Regions from separate parts of the Pan troglodytes genome. Here region 2 is linked to region 1. Evidence: chromatin contacts called from public Hi-C data. All regions are on one chromosome and are shown on one strand. The core of a region is the stretch at or near the end of the contact, and the rest is flanking DNA. Distances in the headings are between cores, read along the strand shown.

Region 1 (4,074 bases), core at 1,332-3,831:
GCACCACTGCACTCCAGCCTGGGTGACAAGAGCAAAACTCCGTCTCAAAAAAAAAAAAAAAGTGGTAGCCATGCCATCATCATCATCATCTCCCTATTATTATTAATCTCTGTTGCATTTCTATTAACTGTCTGTCTTGGGAGAATGGAAATTCCCCAAGTAGGCGGCCTGCTCAACAGTTAATGATGGTAAAACAGTCTCACTTGCCTAACCACTTCGCCTAAGTGTTACTTGACTGACAGGGTGGGTTATTTTGGGGAGAAAAAAAATCAGTCAAGCTCTCGAGTGCACCGTCCCTGAAAGGTTTCTATGACAACACATACCTGGATGTTCCAGTGGGAGGGTCACCTGGGGAAGAGTTCAGAGCTAAAATCAAGAGGGGGCCCCACCTGGAGGCTGGGGGAGGTCCTCCCACTCCTCCTATTTTTCTGCCTGTGTTTTCCCAGCCCTGACTCTGTATCCCTTCTAAACCTCTTCACAGCCCTGTGGGGTAAGTACTATTATTCTTACGTCCATTTTACAGATGAAGCAACTGAGGCTTGGAGAAATTAAAGCTTGCCCAAGGTCAGTCTGCTGATCACACCTTGGATCATCTTAGACCTTTCTGGGTTTCATTTGTCAGACTAGAGGAGTTACACTAGAGTGAGGTTTCTCAGTCTCAGCACTGCCAACGTGTTGGGCTCAGTAACCCCATGTCATAGGATACTGTCCTATGCATTGTAGAGCATTCAGCAGTCCCCTCGGCCTCTACCCACCGGATGCCAGGAGCACCTCCCTGTCTCCCACCCCCCACCACAGTCATGACAACCAAAACTGTCTCCAGCTGTGGCTAGATGGCCCCAGTTAATAACCACTGGGCTAGGCAATAATCTTTCCTCTTTCCTTACACTTGTGCATTCTAAGTTTTTTAATTTTTTTTTTTTTTAGATGGAGTCTCGCTCTGTTTCCCAGGCTGAAGTGCAATGGCGTGATGTCGGCTCACTGCATCCTCCGGCTCCTGGACTCAAGCGATTCTCCTGCCTCAGGCTCCCAAGTAAGTGGGACCACAGACATTTTCTATTTCTTTGCAAGCATTTTCTATTTCTTTGTAAGTTCACCTGTCTGTTCACCTGTGACACCATGCCCAGCTAATTTTTGTATTTTTAGTAGAGACAGGGTTTCACCATGTTGGCCAGGCTGGTCTCGAACTCCTGACCTCAGGTGATCCACCTGCCCCAGCCTCCCAAAGTGTTGGGATTACAGGTGTGAGCCACCGCGCCCAGCCTACATTTTATTTATGTTTTTTTTTTTTTTTGAGATGGGGTCTTGCTCTGCCACCCAGCCTGGAGTGCAGTGATGCTATCACGGCTCACTACAGCCTCAGCCTCTCAGGCTCAAACAGTGCTCCCACCTTGGCCTCCCGAGTAGCTAGGACCTAGGCACATACCACCACACCAGGCTAATTTATTTATTTTTTGTATTTTTGTAAAGATGGGGTCTCCTTATGTTGCCTGGGCTGGTATCAAACTCCTGGGCTCAAGTGATCTTCCCACCTCAGCCTTCCAAAGTGCTGGGATGACAGGCATGAGCCACCACGTCTAGCCCACTCTAAAGCTCTTTCCCAGGACCCATCTCATGTGATCCATGTGTGTTCATGTGACATTGAGGTCTTTCATGCAAAGATCCTTATCCAGGGCCCTAGAGCAGCCCAGCACCTGAGCCAGGTGCTCAGGAAATCAGAATGAAAATCATCTCACCTGCTTGGTTGTCTGGCACGTCTCACTGTATCACCCTGCTTTAAAGGCACAGAAACTGAGGGTCCCTGGGGAGGAGGGACCCACTAGGGATCCCACAGTCTGTGAGCGAGAAAGCTGGGTGGGAGCCCTGATGGGCCTGACTCTAGGGCAGGAGTTTCCACGGTATCCTCTAAGGAGTTTGAGACCAGCCTGGGCAACATGGTGAAACCCCGTATCTACTAAAAATACAAAAAAAAAAATAATAATAAACAGGCATAGTGGTGCACATCTGTAGACCTAGCTGCTCAAGAGTCTGAAGTGGGAGAATCACTTGAGTTAAGGAGATCGAGGCTGCAGTGAGCCAAGACCGCACTGCAGCCTGGGTGATGAGAGTGAGACGCTCTCTCAAAACAAAATAAAACAAAAATAGCTGAGGCTGAGAGAGACAAATGCCTGAGAAGGAACGGTGGGTCTGACCTTGAACCCTGGTGACTCCAAGTCAGGAGCTGCCTCTGGGACCCAGCATACAGCCTGGCACCTTCCAGGCAGAGCCCCTCCCTCTGCTGCCTCTGAATTCAGCAGGAGACTGAGCGTTTGCATACACTTCATGTCTGAAAACTTCCAGGATTCCCAAGATTCATTTCACAAAGACTTTTCTCGTAGGACAGGTATTTGAAACATCAGGTTAACAAGTACCCAGCTTGAACAAAGCCTGGGTCTTCACAGCATGCTCAGTTTGTAGAAGAGAAAAACCCTACTCTGGGCTCTAATTTGCTTCAGCTCCTTTAAACACATCCTGAGCCCTGCTGTGTGCCAGATGCTGTGCTGAATACCTGGCACCAGAAGACCAATCGGGCCCAGGACTTCTCCCCAAGGAGCTTCCTGGCCAGGCGGAGACACCCCTGGAATAGACCATTTAGGAGCCTGAGGCCTGCATGTAGCACTTAGTCAGCAGTTAAGTGTGGAAGTATAAGTGAGTAAATGGATGAATACATGAGGGTGTGAATGAACTAGAGAATTAATGACTGAATGAATTAATGAAGTTGACAAATGCTATTACAGAAGTGAGCACAGACTATGATAGCCCAGCAGAGAGGCATTTAGAACCTTAGCTGTGGCCACAGGTGATGGTGCAGGAGGAAAAGCCAATATCTGTGCAGCATTTTCCATTTCTTTGCAAGTTCACCTGCCTCTATCATCTGAGACTCACCCTGAGGATGTTCTTTGGTTGTCTGAGAGTCTGCTCAACCTGAAAGGGACAGGTGGCCAGAAGTGCTGGGGAGCTGACATCCTGAGCAAGCAGTTCTTGGCCAATGACGGGGAGTAGTTGGTGTAGAAATACCCCAGCTTCCTTGCTCCACGGTGGGATAATCCTAAAGTGACTGTTCTGTGCCGGCTCCCAGTGTTCCCCAATGGAACGGAGCTGCAGTCACCCACAGTGATTATTTGCTAGATAACCCACCCCTTATTATCGACCCACCAATATCTCCTGGAATCATCCTGAGATCACCTCCCAAATAAAGCACTCAAATCTTTGTCTCAGAATCTATTTCTAGGAGAACCCAAACTACAAGAGTGATGATTATGAAAACATTTATGGTCATAGCTAATATTTGTTGAGTGCTTACTACATGCCAGCCACTGCCTGCTACGTGCTCTAAGGCACTTCTCCCACTTAACACTCATGAAATCTCTGAGATGCAGGCATTATGATCATCATCCCATTTTACAGATGGGACTGAGGCTCAGAAGTGAAGTCATCTATGTAAAGTCACGTAATTCTTCATTGTCACAGCCAGAATATGAGCCCAACTCTCTTTAACTCCAGAGTTTGAGGATATAACCATTCTGCCATGCTGTCTCCTGATTTTCTTTTCTTTCTTTCTTTCTTTCTTTCTTTTTTTTTTTTTTTTTTCTTTGAGATGGAGTTTTGTTCTTGTTGCCCAGGCTGTAGTGCAATGGCACCATCTCGGCTCACTGCAACCTCCGCCTCTCGTATTCAAATGATTCTCCTGCCTCAGCCTCCCTAGTAGCTAGGATTACAGGCACCTGCCACCATGCCCAGCTAATTTTTTTGTTTTTTGTATTTTTAGTAGAGACAGGGTTTCACTATGTTAGCCAGGCTGGTCTCGAACTCCTCACCTCAGTTGATCTACCCGCCTCAGCCCCCAAAAGTGCTGGGATTACAGGCCTGAGCCACCGCGCCCGGCTCTGTCTCCTGATTTTCATCTTCCATTGTCTGTAGGGAGGAGAGATGAGGACGAGAGGGAGAAAGGATGCCTGGGCTTGCTTTCTCAGTGGGGAAGAGTTCAGTCTCAGTTCAGGTTTTCTTTTAACAAAATTTTTATGTTAATAAAAT
Region 2 (3,930 bases), core at 791-3,290, 130 kb after region 1:
CTTTCACACCAATGGACTCTATGGGTGACCTTGGCATAGGTTCTTCTAAGAACTGGCTCTTAACAAAAACTTCTGGCCATTATCTGACTGAATGTCACAAACAAGTGCTGTAAGAACTTGCTTAGAGCCTTTTTCCTAAACCTGTACACCAGCTCTTGCCTTGTGAATTTATTCACCACAAAACACATGTTCCCAGGGGCCCAGGCAAAGTCTCCAAGTACCCAGTCCCCTTTCTTCAGCCTTGCCCACACCCTCAGCCTTCCTGTTAATCCAGGCGACCCAGGGTTACCCAGAGGTCCAGGTCCCAGTTGTTCACTTGAGCATCTGATGTACCCCAAACACCTGTGTGAAACGCTCTCTGTCCAGGATGCGTCCATAGCGCAGGGTGACGTAGAAGGTCTGTTTCCCACTGTACCGCTGGATACGCACGAACATCTCCTGAGGCCGGTCCTTGGTTTCTGTCAGGGGAATCACATCTGCCATGGGACAGTATGTGTCCTGCCGCCAGCCCCAGAAGTTCAGATGGGCCACCCGCAGCGTGGTGCCAGACTCATTCAGATACAGGATACCAACCAGTCTCCGTAAGAAATAGCTCATCCAGCACAGCATGGTCAGGGCAAAGCCCGATATCCCACTCATGAGGCACACGGTGTTGAGAGTGAGGAGGCCCTGGGAGTACAAGTAATAGCCTGGTGGCAGAGCTACCACTGTCAGGGCAGTCTGTGCCAACTTCAGTCGTGACAGGAACCCGAACGTTCTGATGGCATCAAAACGGTAAAACATCCAGAATTTCTCAGTCTCTGCGTTTGGTAGTTTCTCCTTCGAGATGGGTGAACTGCTGCCCACCCACCTCTTAGGATCCTCCTGCCCACTGCAGCACCACAGCCCATGGAGAGGCCTTTCCCACACAGCTTTTCCCCGAAACCTACGCACAGCTCGGAGAAGGGCAGCCTGAAAGGGAGACAGTAGACCATTTCTCTCGTGGAACTCAACTACATTAATCACACGGTGAACATCTGCAAAGCACCATACTCTAAGGCTTCTGCCAATCCTGCAAGGTAACCGTTATTGCCAGAGGAGGGAAGGGTAAAGCCAGATGCTATCTCATGTGGGCATCACAACAGCTATCTAAGATAGTTATCACTATTTCCACTTTACCACTAGGGAAACTAAGCCCAGAGAGGGTAAGATATTTACCAAAGATCACACAGTCAGTGAGTGCAGCAGAGTCCTCCTTCCACCAGGCAATTCCAAATAAATACAAGAAAGGAGGTGCGGCCGTCATTAATTCAAAACATATCTAGGGAGGACAACCTCTGGGCTGGACAATGTATCCACAAGGGGGTGTGAACATTTCCCCAAGCAGGAAACTAAATAATCAATGTCTTAGTGGGGAACTCGAGCAACAAATCTGTGAGATATTTATTCCAATAAACTTTCTAATTCTCTGTTTGATTCATAGGCTATCTTGGGTGCTGGAGGGAACTGCTGCTTTCTCTTAGCCTAGTCTGGGGAAGGGGAAACAGCGGAGAAGGAGAAGGAGCGAGGCAGGGAGGCCCCAACACGTAGCACAAGGGTATTATTAGGTGGGTAGTGAAGCAGTAAAAGCTCTTATTCCAATTCTGATTCCAACAGTAATTTGTGAGCAAATTACTCCACACCCCTGAGATTCGGTTTCTTCGCCTTTCAAAATGGGGACTCAGAACACAGTGAACCAGAAGATGGTTTCAGAGTCCTCAACTTAGTACCTAATGCACTGTGAGAGCTCGGCGAGTTTTAGCTATTACTACTGTGCGCATGTGACCCAAGGAGGGCAGAGAAAGCCCGGGAAAAGCGAACTGTAACACACGCCAGAGCTTCCTCCCACGGATCCTCCGAGTCCGAAACCCGAGCGTCGGGCCTGCCCGCCCCAGCCCTGACCCCGACCCCAAAGAGCATCACCCCCTCAAGGCTCGCCACCCGCCTCCTTACCATGGCCCCACCACCTGCTGCAGGAAGTAAATCCCACCGGCCCCCGGAACCTCTAAGAGCGCATGCTCGAATGTACAAGGCGGGCGTGATCTGCGTTGCACCCTGGGAGTTGCGGTCCAGGAATCGTGGCTGGCGCTAGTCCCAGGGGTTATGGGAACGGAGTCCCCTCCTCTTCCCGACGTGCCCTGCGGCTCAGGGGCCGAACCCGGAAGTTCCGGGCCGAGTTCCTCGTGCCGACGTGTCTTGTAAGGTGCGGCTAGAAACTGGGGACATGGCAGCGCCTGGCCCAGCGCTCTGCCTCTTCGACGTGGATGGGACCCTCACCGCCCCGCGGCAGGTAAGTGGCGGCCGGCGGGCTGCTGGCAGCCGACGCGGAGCCCGTGCTGTTCCCAGTTGGGGCTATCGACCACCCAGGGTAGGCGCCAAGGGGTGGCTAAGGACCGCCTACGTCCTCACGGGGCTGAACCCTATTCTGGGTGCCCTGGAGGAATGAGAGGGAGGCCCTAACCAGCTCTTCAAGAGCTCTGGTGCTTGGAAAGATGAGACGGGGCTGAAGAACTCTTAAGAGCAGGAAACTTGTGCTAGGTTGGAAAATGTAATCTGGACTCACCGCTAGTGCTCGGGACTGATAGACCAGGATTTCAACCCAAGATCAGGCCCCCTTATCAGCTATGTGCCGGCCCCAATCCTGTAACCAATGGGCTGTGCCGTGAGTCATGATATTAAAAACAGGTTTCCAGGTCAAACCGACCTAGTGGAGTCTCATCTTCACCTCTTGACATCTGTGTGACCTTCAGCGAGTTATTAACTTCTCTGAGCCTCAACATCTACAGCTTTAAATGGGGATGTTACCTGTTCCATATGGTGTCTGTGAGGATCAAATGAGATTGTGTAAGTTCTTGAAAGTATGTTGCACACAACACACTAGGCCTCAGTAAATAGTAGCCACCTCCACCACACCCATCTCCAGCCCTTGCAATGGACTAGGGAGATGGAGGAGCCCTAGGTTATTACAGGCTGCCCGCTGAGAGCCTCCTTGGGCCCTTGGAAACTTGCTTTCCACTTTCAGATTTTGCTGCTACAGGCACAGATAAGTTTCAGTTACGATCAGCCTTTGAGGTGAGGCTCTCCTGGCCCCTTTTCAGAAATTGGCCACTGAACACTGGCCATTTCAACTTGAGACTGGACCCCAATGGTCTCACTATCCTCAGCTTCTACCCTCACCCCTCGTAGTTTTCGCTTGGTGGTAACAATGGTGTGCTCCAGAAGTCCACGTCAAATGCGTGTGACCTTAGACGTATCATTTTGCCCTTCTCAGCCACAGGTTTGATCTACCTAGTGATGACGCTCAACTCCCAAGTTCTTCAAAGGCTTTTTCTGATTCTGAAATTCAGTGATCACACACTTGGGTTTGTTAAAAGCCCATAGTGGTCTAAAACTCCGGTCCCCAATTCATTTTTTGTAAAGGGCCATATAGCAAATACTTTTGTCTTTGCTGACTATATGGTCTATAGTAACCACTCAACTTTAGTGCAAAACCAGCCATAAACCCTATATAAATACAGAGTGGCTGTGTACCAATAAAATTTTATTTATTTATTACAAAAACAAACAGCTGCCCAATGTGGTCTGTGGGCCATAGCGGTCTAGGGTTTATATTGCCACCCTTTTTTCATGATATCACTGGACCCTCTCAACCTTCCTCCATCTTTCTTCCCAGGTAGGATAGTTGTTATTACCGTTTTAAACATAAGGAAACACACTCAGTGAAGAACTAACCTTCTCAGTTTCACACAGCCAACCTGGTACAAGTCTCTGGGCCTCAGGATAATGGTTCCTGTCAAGTTTGCCATTTCCTATCTGTGCTAAGGTGGAAGCTGTTCTAGTCACTGGGTATGCCATTCAGGAAAGTGCTTCTGATTTTCTGATTTTCACAGTTCTGACTCTTTTTTTTTTTTT

What was found. A called contact is a pair of places that touch in the nucleus more often than the background predicts.
Region 2: a Hi-C map of induced pluripotent stem cells shows a contact between it and region 1, with 2.9 times the contacts expected there. The contact joins the promoter of TMEM186 here to the enhancer-like site in region 1. A contact is called at or near these places in 4 of 7 Hi-C or Micro-C datasets (blood, induced pluripotent stem cells and stem cell-derived neural progenitor cells), 1 of 1 datasets of contacts at active chromatin or transcription factors (stem cell-derived excitatory neurons) and 1 of 1 other capture datasets (stem cell-derived neural stem cells).

Annotation. Positions count from the first base shown.
Region 1 is chr18:11,307,945-11,312,018 of NHGRI_mPanTro3-v2.0_pri, forward strand. ABAT (4-aminobutyrate aminotransferase) reads left to right here. Exons shown (of 25, transcript XM_063796604.1): 10 at 928-1,033. Among named protein-coding and RNA genes, the nearest start is that of ABAT, 44 kb to the left of the region's middle. Within about 2 kb of position 2,582, at least 1 of the 24 cell types and tissues checked has an H3K27ac peak or open chromatin away from gene starts, as enhancers often do. A contact at or near this core is called in induced pluripotent stem cells, where this site is marked.
Region 2 is chr18:11,438,983-11,442,912 of NHGRI_mPanTro3-v2.0_pri, forward strand. TMEM186 (transmembrane protein 186) reads right to left here and starts at 2,041. Exons shown (of 2, transcript XM_510804.8): 1 at 1,972-2,041; 2 at 1-951. The coding sequence starts at 1,974. The coding sequence ends at 313. It overlaps PMM2 (phosphomannomutase 2), which reads left to right and starts at 2,183. Exons shown (of 9, transcript XR_010152260.1): 1 at 2,183-2,308.